Linked DNA regions of Capsicum annuum: region 1 is linked to region 2. A link is a contact called in public Hi-C data. All regions are on one chromosome and are shown on one strand. Each heading gives the region's core, a stretch centred on a gene start, on an enhancer-like site or on the middle of the called end of the contact. The rest is flanking DNA. Distances are from core to core; before and after follow the strand shown. Region 1 has its middle 22 kb from the start of LOC107842516. Region 2 has its middle 5.4 kb from the start of LOC124887363.

The links. A called contact is a pair of places that touch in the nucleus more often than the background predicts.
Region 1: a Hi-C map of leaf shows a contact between it and region 2, with 2.6 times the contacts expected there. The contact joins two enhancer-like sites. A contact is called at or near these places in 2 of 5 Hi-C or Micro-C datasets (leaf and placenta).

What each region holds. Positions count from the first base shown.
Region 1 is chr9:114,529,699-114,536,518 of UCD10Xv1.1, reverse strand. No RefSeq gene overlaps it. Among protein-coding and RNA genes, the nearest start is that of LOC107842516, 22 kb to the left of the region's middle. Within about 2 kb of position 1,273, at least 5 of the 5 cell types and tissues checked have an H3K27ac peak or open chromatin away from gene starts, as enhancers often do. A contact at or near this core is called in leaf, where this site is marked.
Region 2 is chr9:114,354,879-114,361,361 of UCD10Xv1.1, reverse strand. No RefSeq gene overlaps it. Among protein-coding and RNA genes, the nearest start is that of LOC124887363, 5.4 kb to the right of the region's middle. Within about 2 kb of position 4,236, at least 5 of the 5 cell types and tissues checked have an H3K27ac peak or open chromatin away from gene starts, as enhancers often do. A contact at or near this core is called in leaf, where this site is marked.

The sequences.
Region 1 (6,820 bases), core at 24-2,523, 180 kb before region 2:
ACCATTAAAAGTAGTAGGATATTCAACAAAAGTACTCCATTTAGCCCATAGTACTCTTTTCACCTTAGTAGCATTGTCTGCCTGTATCTTAGTCTTTAAACATCCCATTAAGTCAACTTTATTGTTGAGCAAGAAGGTGATCAAATCCTTCTTCTTAAAGAGCCTATTAAGCCCTCTTATATTTCAAGAGCTGAAAATCATGGTGGATCAACTGAGGCAGGTGCTTTAGCCCTGCTTGATCCATTAGTATACCCTATTTCCTTCTCCTACAACTTTACATCTGGGTGTATTTTTGTGACTTCAGTACTTGCGGTCTCTTTTTGTGGCAGACTAGGACTTAGTATAATGAATTGTGTGTCATACTCAACCTGTTGATTTTTTTTCTACAACTGCTGCTCAATAAGTACACTAGTGCTAGGTTCACTAATGTTCGTGCATGCTTGATAAGCCTCTTTAGGAAGCTACTTGTAGACCCATGGTTTTGTTAACCTGTTTAGGTTTTCCTGGAGCCTTGGGCTAGCTTCTCCTGTTCTTGCTTGTAGTTGGCCTGATCATGACCTATTTGGTGGTGACAAGTTGCGTGCGCATACTTGAGGTTTTCATTCATATTCAATACTTTGCACTAGTATTGATCCATCAGGTTTCTCAAGGTAAAGTTCCTCCGATAACTTTCGAGTGATATCACCTCCATGAGGACTCTAGCATAGGAAATCTTCCCCACCTCTGTTGTCATTCGATCCGCACAGATTGGTTTTCCTTTAGAGCTTGCAATTCTACCTAACTTTTCCTCCGCCCAGTAATACAACAGTAACCCATGAAATAGAACCTGTATTGGTCCAATGCGAAATATCTTAAACTGAAATTTAAAATCTCTAGTCCTGTTTCTCAGTACCATTGGACGATTATAGTAGTGTAGGGTTCCTTTTGCATAATCAATTTTTTATCTGAAGCACCTAATAAACAAAATTACAAAATAGCCATCATCGTGCAGTTAAACCCTAAGAGCTTCAATGAAATTCCAAACACCATAGACAAATTTCAGCATATCCTTGAAGCTCGGAATTCCCCCCTAATACGTGACCAATTATGGTATTTTTCCATTTTTTGCACTTATTCCACTTCAACAAGATTAATTTGCACCATTTTTCGACTATTCTTGACACAGAGGGGTAATAAGAAAGATTCATACCATATTGGAACTGTCGATTACCTTTAGTAGTCTCCTCAGTAATTGGTGAAGTAGTCAGATTTGGCATAGTCTTCGGAGCGACTATTGCTGAAAAAGTTAATTTTCATGCCGTATTCGAACCCTACGGCTTATCTTCATCCTTTGCTTCCTCAACTGCTTCCTTTCTCGTTTAATGTTTTATTTCATCAGTTCTATATGTTTATCCTATCAGATTTCATTTGAAAGAAAATAATTTTGACCTTTTTAAAATTAGTTTAAAAAATTCAAGAAAATTTTAAAATAATTTTAAGAAAATTACAGAGTCGCCACTTAATTTTTTTTTATACAAAAAACTTAAAAGAGTTTAAAAGATTTTAAAACATAAATAAACCTTAAAAATTAAAAAAATTAGTTTAACACTCTAAGAAGGTTTTTAAGACATTACGAGTCTCCATTTGAAAAACAGTTAATCAAATATTTTTTGACTAATTTAAAGTGGCTAATTTCGCAAAGATTTGATTTTATAAAAATACTAAAATTATTTATTTACATATTTAAAAAGGACATTTATTTATACAAACGAGAAAAATTCTACTTGAATTAAACTAAATTGCAATTTCTCTTTAGATTTTAAGAGGAATATTTTTTTATTTTTATGGAAAAAGAAGAAGATTATATAGCTACTTTCTTATTATTATTATCATAGGAAAGTCCATTTTGTTTTAAATAACACCTGTTGAAAAAAAAATATTAAGAGCGTATCAAATTAAAAGTATCTTATTGATTACGGAAATTTAGAATTTACAAGAAAATTTAGTTTCTTAAGTTTGAAGAAAATTGCCTTAATAAGTAGACTATTAGTCATATAAACAAAATGAATGTCATCTTAAAATAAAATACTCACTTTTAGAAGACTTGTTTCAAGGAGAAAATCGAAAGACCCAATTTAATCCGTTTTTATACAAGACAAATTAGGTGAAAAAATGATTAATTAAGTAAAAAAAATTAAGATAAAATAAAATGACAATGCCTTAGGGGATTTGTCTATATTAATTGATTTAAAATGTTAGTTAATACAAATAAACAAGGATAAATTATAAACTACAAGGACTGAAAGACAAGAATTGAAGTTGGGCCCTTCCTTGGCCCATCAATAGGCTGCCAAACTTTTGTGCTTAAATTCTATGGATTTCAGTCCATTTTTATCCATGTATATCATCTGTATATCACAGATATACTTTGTTGTGTTTCCTATATACACGAGGTATATGCGACTGTATTTCAGTCATATATACGCGCCTCTAGTCCTCTACCCGTGAAATTAGCTTCCCTTTTCACTTTCCCTTTTTCTGAACCTGTATATTGGTGTATATCTGTTATATACTAGCACTGTATCAGTCCATTTTCTTCATGTATTAGTTCATTTTGGACGCTGATGGGGATTGACTCGACGGATATCGAATGTGAAGGAATGAAGAGTCCGATTGGACTCGTTAAAGATGGTTTAATGTAAAAGAAAGAAAAAAAAGTAAGGACTAGGACATGACTACAAATTTCCATAACAACAGAATTATCGATGGAAAATCACCATCAGCATTTCTAACATCTTTATAATGCAATCAATTTAAAAATACTTAAGGAATTTCCAAAAGGTACAAGGGAAAGGAAGCGAACATCAACAATTCTATGAATTCACCCCATTAGATACAACTACCAGGTTAGTTAAACTAGGAATTCAATATAGCAAGTAGGGCGAGCAAAACATTCACATGATCTTAGAACTTAGGCATTAGCCAAAGACCAAGTGATATCCCCCCTATATTAAGGAACGGTTAAGAGATTCAATCATCTCAAGCCTGATTTTTTACATGTATCAAATATGCTCTTCCACACTTATTTTATTAAAAAGAAAAGAAATAACTTGTGCTACATGTTTTAGAAGGAGTGAGACAGACTGTATATAGGAATAATGCCATCTAATTTTAAGGTAAAACTTTTACAAAATATCTCTAACAAAGAAATCAATTGTAATAGTTCCCCAATAATCACTTCAAATTATTCGGCCAACTAATTCTTAACATGTCATATTATTATGGAACAAGGCAGCAAAGATGCGGAAACAGAACAAGTCATAAAAGTGAATCACTCTTTGGCCGCTAAACACAACAACTTAATAAAAAGAGTAAGAAAAAATGATCCAATCTGGCAGCTGAAATAAACACCATTAACTAGGAAAACACCCACACAAAATAAATCACCAGTTAAGCAAAAAATATATCCCTGCTTATTTGATAACTAAAATAAACAAAGTCTCCTAGTTCTAGCAACATAGCCTTTAGCAGGATACAACAAATAAAGAAAGAAAAAGAACTAAACTAACTAAAAAAGAAACTTACACAACAACTATGCATCCGATTAGAGGATTATCACAATACAACTTTATCAATATGAAATCTTACGACTTTCAAAGCCTTCTACAGCATAAAATCCCATCTTACACTATAACAGACGAGAAATTCATCCTCCTAACATGAGAAAATAACTAATGGTAACCACAATTAAACAGGGAAGAAGTGTTTACATTTTCCAGGACAGTAAGCTGAGACAACGAACTTTAAATAAACGTGATTTCACCGAAATTTCAATTTTGAATTGTCAGAGTTTTACTTTTTTTTTTGTTAGAATTGATTTTCCAAATGATTTTCTTAGAAAATTTTGGTTGCGTGATGTTAGAAGCATGTACCTACAGAACCCCCAAATTTCTCCAAAAAATCCTTCCCTCAACCTCTATCCCTCAATATCTATTTATAGGGAAATTGAGTGAAAGTTAGGGTTTCAGATTTGAAAAGAAATGGATTTCAAATCTGAATTTTGGAATCATTTTTTTGAGTAATTGAAGTTCACAGTGATACAAAGAAGAGAGACGCTGGGAATTAATTCTTTGCCCGAAATGGTGAGCACGAGTTGAAAACGATGAAAGTCATCTGATGTTTAGCAAGAGATGGCTGAACGGAAGGGTAAATTGGTAAATAGGTGACTGTTGTTGTCGTTTGTTTGCTGGTTGTTAAAACGCCATTGTTTGTATGCTGGTGTTTACTGAATGTTGTATTGGATCGAGTAAGGAGATATAAGGATTGTTAGACCGGTTTGTTGTTATGGGTCTACTGACCCAAATAAAAATGGAAAAGGGTTGGATAATGTTGAATTGGTCTTGGACCGTGTTATTGATTGACTGATGTAATTGAGAGATTAGGGATTCAAATGGGTGAACAAATTAGGCTATTAGGGAAATAGCCAAATTAATTAAGATTCAATCAATTCTATTTAAGTTTTAGCCCATTTGAAAATCAGTTGGTCATTCACATTGCAATTGTGGCCAATTTTATTTCACTTGTGGCCAAATATAATAAAATTGGCTTAAATTAAATCACAATTTAATACGAATTAAGTACCAAATTAATCCCGAATTTCTTGGTTAAATCAAATCAAACAACTATTTTTCAAATAAATTATTTTTGAGTACAAACTATTTTTTAATCAAGATTTACCCATTTGAATCAATTTTCAAGATAATCCTTGATTAAGATTTGATTTTTTGTAAACTAATTATTTAAGTAACAAAATTATATGATTCCGTATATACGAATACGAAAATATATAATCGTTACTTAAAATGAAAAAATGACCTAGATAATATTTTGAAAAGTTTTTATTCGGATAAAATAAATTTTGTGATTTTATAAAACTGAAGAAGTGATAACTCTCAACTTACACCATTGTTGTAGCGCAAGGCGGTCATCGTCAATATAAATCCAACAAGAGTCGGGTTCATATCCACAAGGAGTGTAATCTTGTTTTCAAATCCTATGTATATTGAGAGTTAACTAAGTGTTAACCCATATTGTGTATTTAAAACTATGATTTAGAAATTTGTTTGAGCAAAATTAACCTATGACACTAAACGAGAGCAAACAATTATATGGATAAACTCCAATGAGAGAAGAGTCTTGGGGTTATACAATCCTAGGGGTCATTCATGTAATGGGTGTTTGAGGTTAGTTCATTTCTTCCTCAAAGATTTAGGTAGGCTAGATTTTAACTCTTAGTGTTAGTTTTTCAACCATACACTAAATTATACTCATGGATTCTTTCTAATACCTCATGAGCATGCCAAACTTATCAATCCAAAACCTCAACTCATCATCCCTATTTCTCGGATGATGCTCATCAAGCTAGCTAAATCACATAACATCCTTATTTCTAAAACAATGCTAAAGAAATAACTTGTATCAAATAGTTGTTCATAATTTTTTATCACCCACATTCCTCTTTCAAGGATGATGTAGGATCTAAGAAAATTGGGGTTTTCACCCATAATTCTCATTTAAACCGTCGAGTAATAGCAAAACCCAACAATAATAGCTAATAATTTAGACTAAGAATCAACACCCATACACACTAACACCCTATTTAAGCATCCCTAAGATGAAATTTTTTTAGCTACCCATGAAATTGAAGACAAGAGATATACCCAAGTTGGCATTCAATGCCTCCATTGAAGATGCAAATCAAGAATAATACCAACTTCAATTCTCAAATTACAACTAAAAATCTCTTGAAAATTTAATAACAATTGTTCTTTTTCAAAATTAGAGTATTTTCTCTCTACTCAAAATTGAAAATTGGTTGCAAGATACCCTAATTGTGCAAGGGTTTGAGCTTTTGAGATTTGAGATCAACTCTATGAATTCACGAAACTGCGCTTGGACAATCTTCCACTCCATCGCAATTGCGATTGTGCTTCCGCAATCGCATGGTTTCTGATCGCGATCTCTATTGATGACCCTGGTGACCGCGATCGCAACTCTCAAATCGCGATCGCAATAACTGAGGGTTGTCTGGTCTCCAACTCTTACTTTTTTTTGTCCATTTTCCTTTACTTTCAGCTTGATTTCAACTCATTTTCATCATAGGTCCTGCAAGATCACAAAATATGGGAAATTAATGCATTCAAAAGGATAATTTGTCTCATTTACACAATTTAAACATAGTAGTGTGCTAGAACTTGGATATCATTGAGTGGTAAATTTTTCACTCATCAACACCTCCAACTTAAACCTTTTCTTATCCTCAAGAAACACTACTTCTCTTTCTATAAGACTACTCAATTATAATCCCATTCATTCGATCAAATGATCAAAATAATTTCAAACTCGATTAGCACCACCAACTAGCCCTCGAGCATGGGAATAACTATCCGCATAACTCCCAAAATGAAACACACGTTTAAGGATGCAAAAGATTTTTAAGAATAACTAAGCAACAACCACTAACTCTCTAGGAGTGACACGCTATCAATAGTGGCTCAACTACACTCCTTTGCCTCATTTTCGAAAGATGACAACTTTACCCGCCTCAACTAGTCCACATGCCTCCTCACAAAAGAAAGTCCCACATACCAAAGTATCTATTATGTAAGAAGGGGATAAAGTGCAAGCACCCATTCTCACAAAAAATCTCTCAATACAAACAAGTATCATGCCATATGCTTGCCCTTATTTTTTATCGCAACTAAATTGAAGACACTTGGTTGGAGATCTTGAATGACTTTTTCAAGCTTGTAATGTAGGCTTGGGTATGGGTAGGATAAAT
Region 2 (6,483 bases), core at 2,987-5,486:
CAACAGCTTTCATGGACCTTAAGAATAGAGTGTTCAAATATTATCTAGACATGTATGTCATAGTATTCATAGATGATATCCTGGTATACTCCCGCAGTAAGGATGACCATGCAGATCATCCTAGAATTATCTTGCAAACTCTTAGAGATCATCAATTGTTTGCCAAATTCAGAAAGTGTGAATTTTGGCTAAGATCAATAGCCTTTCTCGGTCATATTTGTGAATTTTGGCTAAGATCTATTCCTTTCTCGGTCATATTGTTTCCGTCGATGGCATTAGAGTCAATCCCCAAAAAACAGAAGCCGTAAGAAATTGGCCTAAACCTATCTCTCCATTAGACATTAGGAGTTTCTTGGGTCTAGCTGGATACTACCGTCATTTTGTTGAAGGTTTCTCATCTACTGCATCTCCGATGTCTAAATTGACCCAAAATAAAGTTAAGTTCCTGTGATCAGATTCCTGCGAGAAGAGTTTTCAGGAGTTGAAGACTCGACTCACTTCAGCCCCAGTTCTAACATTACCTGATGGTACAAACGATTTTGTTGTTTATTGTGATGCCTCTAGAGTTGGTTTGAGTTGTGTGTTGATACAGAAAGGTAAAGCCATAGCCTATGCCTCTAGACAGTTGAAGCCTCATGAAAAGAATTACCCAATCCATGACCTGGAATTAACTGTTGTAGTGTTTGCTTTGAAAATATGGAGACATTATCTGTATGGTGTGCATGTTAATATGTTCACGGACCACAAAAGTTTTTAATATGTTTTTACTCGGAGGGAGTTGAATCTCTGTCAGAGAAGGTGGTTGGAGTTGTTGAAGAATTATGATATGAGTATGTGGCATCATTCAGGCAAAGCCAATGTAGTAGCAAATGCCCTTAGTGGGTTGTCTATGGTCAGTGTTGCTCATGTGGAGAATGATAAGAAAGAGTTAGCTCGAGAAGTTCATCGTTTGGCTAGATTGGGTGTTAGGTTGGTTGATTCAGTTGAAGGGAATATTTGGGTTCAGAGTAGTTTCAAATCTTCCCTAATTTCAGAAGTGAAAGAGTAACAGGATATGGATTCTAGTTTGGTCAAACTGAAGGAGTCGGTTAAAGACCAAAAGGTAGAGGTGTTTTTCCAAGGGAGAGATAGACTGCTAAGGTACCTGAATAGATTGTGTGTGCCTTGTGTTGATTATTTGAGATAGAGAATTATGGTTGAAGTGCATGGTACGTGTTATTCTATTCATCCAGGTGCTACCAAGATGTACCGCGACTTGCGAAAAATTTATTGATGGAATGGTAAAAAGAAAGATATAGCAGAGTTCGTAGCTAAACATGCAACTTGTAAATAGGTTAAGGTAGAGCACTAAAGACCGGGTGGTGCGTTGCAAAAGTTTAGCATCCCCACCTGAAAGTGGGAAGAAGTGAATATGAATTTTGTGATTGGTTTACCCCATTCACGTCTGTTTCGACAAAATTTTGACTTTTGAAAAAAATTGTCACTTAATTTTGAAAAGGAATTAAGAAACTTTGTAATGTACTTAGACGATTCAAAACGGTAAAATCGTTTAAGTTAGAGATTCTAAATAAGCAGTACCTATTAACATTTTAGGAAGGTGTTAGACACCTAAAACGTTCGCTAACTTGCGGTTATCCGGACTATTTGAAAAATCATCTTTGATTAACCTTAAAAGAAGTTTATTTTTCAAAAGTGATTGATTTTGTCGAAAAGATTTGTGTAAAAACAGTTTTAGACGACCTAATAGGGATTTTGACTAAGTCTACACAAATAAAATAAGCAAGTAAACACATAAACGGGGAAAGGGAGGAGACAGTAAATGATTTAGGCCATTGGGCCCAAACCAACAAAATCTGTCCTAGTCTAATCGGGCCTTTGACCCATTCCACCTGTCCTAATCTAGTTTTCGAGCCTTTTGACTCAAATCTTGTTCCACCTATATTAAATACAACTTTGACTTCTCGGCCCGAATGAATGAATAAAAATAAATAACTAAATAAATAAAGACAACAGTAATAAATGACTTAAATAAATAAATAAATAAATAAATAAAATGGAAACCGAGACTTTCAAGTCTCTTGGCCGCTTCAAATGTGGGACTTTAATCCATTTTCCCTCTTCCGACTTTTCGTATCCGTGCACTACGAGATTGATTTTCAGAGGACCTTTGAAATCGACTCATGAGGGATTGGCCTCAATGGCCCAGATTGATAATGCACCAATGACCATAGAGTTGGACTCCGAGGCGTTGTCATGCAAAAAGGAAAAAAAAAGAGAAACGAAATTAATACACCCAACAATACGAAATTGCTACATAGAGAAGTAATGTAACAAATGGATAAACCAAACAGTCTGTGGTGACTCAAATGGACTGCAAGATAGTAATTCAAATATGGCAGTCATATGTAATATAATAATACACACCATACTCCATCAAAGTAAAATTGAAACTAAAACATCATAATATCATAATTTTCCAAGGAAGAATAAAACATCGCTTTGCAAAGAAAATCTGAACTAAACTAAGCAGGCTACCAATCTATGTTGTTTACCAAGCGAACTACAATTTAGTTAAATTGAAATTCATACCAATACATCGAGAAAGGCCAATATTCACGACACGTAGAATTTTAAACAGATTAAGAGGGGGAAGATAATAAAACGCTCAAGCACAATTCGATAGTCGGGAGACGCTTTACAGAACTCCAAAAGTTCTAGGTAAATGAACCACAATTGATTCAAAAGAGTAAAGAAAGAAAAGGAAAAGTAATTTGAATGAACAAAGACTAGTCGAGGAAACATAAAATTGACCATAGGCATTTGATTCCGAAGATGGATATGGCGAAAAACTGACATGCATCTAACTATCAAAACAAAGGGAGCAAATGATGTAGGGAAAAGCTAGACATTCTTCGAAGTAGGATGTAATTAGGCAAGTTGTAACATCTAGGCAACTTGTTTGCAGTGAATGAACAAAGCAGCACTTCTTGCGCAATTAGCACACAAAAGAAGCATCACCTGCACCTCTTAGAAGTATCTGCAGGGTTATTCTCACCCTCCTCTTTCGACCAGCTTGAAATGATTTTCCAAAGGTTGAAGAAGAGGTTCCCGAGGGCTGATGGGGCGGTAGACCTTGCCACAGACATACGCCCACTATCTTCTTTTGGCCTCCAGGGTCAAAAAGTTAGAAGGCAGTCCGATTCCATTCAATAGAATGAAATAAACCCCTATTAGCAACCTCGAATTATTGGCCAAATTTTAGGGTGAGTCGAAATGAAGTTGCACTTAAGAAGATGCAACTAGGAAAAATATTCAGTCACTGAGGCAGCAAATGGATCATACTACTCAAACTATGCAAAAAAACTGGCATACTAGGGATGAATGAAACAGTAATTTCGAAGGCGAACATGATAAAATTAAGCTACCCAACTCAAACTTCCAAATAAATCACAAGAACTACCCATCCGACTTTCATTTAACTAGATTACGGCTTAACGGTGATCCAATATCTCACAACGGAATTCTCTAATTCTGAATAATGTAATGAACAGGGAAGGCAGCAACTTAATGAATATACAATGCTTTAACCGATCAATATATCAACACAACAACGTGCTCGAAGAAAACACGACGTGGGATAACCAAAGATTCAACAAACGACATAACGATCAATCAAATACTACGGCCGACAAGGCCTCTACAGCTACATCCCAGTAAACAATATACTTAATCAAAAAATACGACGACTATTATAACGTAACAAGAATGAAAAAATAAAATCGATGACTAACCTGTTCTTGGGCAGCAAAACTAGACCTTCGAACTAATGTCAGATTCCAACACCACCAGGGATCAGTCCTTGACTCGTCAACCTCGATTAACCATCGACCTTTTCGAAGACAAAGATTTTACTAGAAAAAAGGATTTGCTTGAGTGCTTGATTTTTCAGCCTTCAAGACCTGGATCTTTGTAGCTTAGCAAGACCGCTTTTATATAGAAGAGATTGGGGAGGTCGAATCCTCTTTCTATCGATGTGGGAGCAGTGAATTCGAGATCAGTTCGGATTTTTTGGAGTTGGCATCGGGTTCACAATGTTGTTGTTATTGATTTGAAGCTGTTGCTGTTTGTTGAAGCTAAGGAGGAAAAGAAAATAGGCCGGGTCGGTGGTTTGATTGGGTTGAATATTTAAATGGGCCAAGATTGGTTTTACCTAATTTGGCTGGGTTGGATGGTTGTTGGATTTGGAAAGATAGGCTGCTGAAAATGGCGTTAGTGAGGAGCTATTGGGCTGGATGATGAGAATAAAGGAATGGACTGCTGATGTGGTTAATAATTTAAAGGAAAGGCTAGTTTGGTTATTTTTATGGAAAGGGTAGATTATGGATTTAGGCGATTTTGGGTATTAATTTAGAAAATAATCCTAATTAGAGTTAGGATTATTTTGAAAATAAATGAATTTCAATTCTAATTTAGCCTATTTTGTTTAAATTTCAACCTAATTGAAAGTTAATTGGCCAATTGCATAGCAATTATAGCCAATTTGATTTCAATTATAGTCAAATCTAATAGATTGACTAAATTAAATTAAATTAAAATTCGATACGAATTGATACTTTCTTTAATCCCGAGCTTCTTGATTTAATAAAATCAAACACATATTTATCCAATTATTTTTTAGAATAAAGATATATTTAAATCAAAGGTTTAGTGATTTAAGTTTATTTCAAGACAAACCTTGATTAAAATTTGATATTTCATAAAAATAGATATTTGAGTAACAAAATTATATAATTTCGTATAATTAAATACGATGATACATAATCGCTACTTAAAATGATGAAATTACCCCGGTAAATACTTTTTGAAAAGTTTTCTTTATTTGGTAAAATAAATATTGTAATTTTATTGAAGATCAAATAAACTCGAAATTAAATTTAGCCGTCGAGGGAAAAAATTAGGTGTCAACAACGTCGTTATCATGATTCGATTTGGGTTATTGTAGACAAATTGACTAAGTCAGCGCATTTCTTACCAGTTCACACATCCTATACAGCTAAAGATTATGCTAAGTTGTACATCCGAGAATTTGTTAAATTACATGGAGTTCCCTTGTCTATCATTTTAGATAGGGGTACTCAGTTCACTTCCTAGTTTGGAGAGCCTTCCAGAAAGGTCTTGGTACCCAAATCTATCTTAGTTCAGCTTTCCACCCACAGACAGATGGTCAAGCAGAGAGGACCATCTAAACTTTAGAGGATATGTTGAGGGCATGCACTTTTGATTTCAAAGGTAGTTGGGATGAGCATTTGCCATTGATTGAGTTCGCTTATAATAATAGTTACCAAGATAGTATTCGAATGGCTTCGTTTGAGGCTCTTTATGAGAGGAGATGTAGATCACCCATAGGTTGGTTTGAGGTGGGTGAAGTCACTTTGTTAGGGCCCGATGCAGTGTATGAAGTTATGGAGAAAGTTAAGCTGATTAGAGAAAGATTGAAAACAACCCAATGTCGCCAGAAATCTTACGCAAATATGAGAAGAAGAGACTTTGAGTTTGAGGTTGGTGATTTAGTGTATCTGAAGACTTCACCCATGAAAGGGGTGAAGAGATTTGGCAAGAAAGGAAAGCTTAGTCTCTGGTATGTTGGCCCTTTTAGCATTTTGAGTCGCATTGGGAAAGTATCTTATGAGCTTGAGTTACCTGTAGACTTGTCAGCCATTCATCCTGTATTCCACGTCTCTATGCTTAAGAAATGCATCGGTGACTCTATCGTTGTAGTCCCTTTAGAAAGCTCAGATATTCAGAACAGTCTTTTATACGAAGAGATTCCAGTTGAGATCCTAGATCATCAGATCCGTAGATTAAGGAACAAGAAAGTTTCATTGGTCAAAGTTCTTTGGCGGAATCAGTCAGTTGAGGGCATCACTTGGGAAGCAAAAACAGATATGCGAGCCAAGTACCCTCACCTCTTATCCACAAACTCAGATCTAGCTGAAGGTAATACTATTCCTTGATCCAGTTCTTTTGTAATCATATATTCAGCTATATAGTTGTCCTCGTGTAAGTTCATGCACTCACAGAACTACTCAGAAGCTTAGAATAATTTAGATTTAGTTATTCAGTTCATTTCAGTTGTGCATGCTACCTTATATTCTCATATTCCTTAGAAATTTCAACTTAACTAGTAGCATTCGAGGACGAATATTTCCAAGGAGGAGATATTGAAATACCCCGTACTTTTTCTAGCTAAAATCCGTCCCTAGAATGTTAAATAATGGCTTCCAAAATAGATAATAATTATTTCATGTGGAATTCTTTGGATTTAGACTTTTCATGGTGTGGGAAATTGATTAAGCTTTCCATCGATACCAAATTCGCCCAATTCTAACACTTGGTGAAGGAGTTATGGCACTTTTAAGTTGGCAGTGTGCCACCTGGGCCTTTAGCGCGTCGCGGAGATGAGCAAATTTACATTTTTCAATT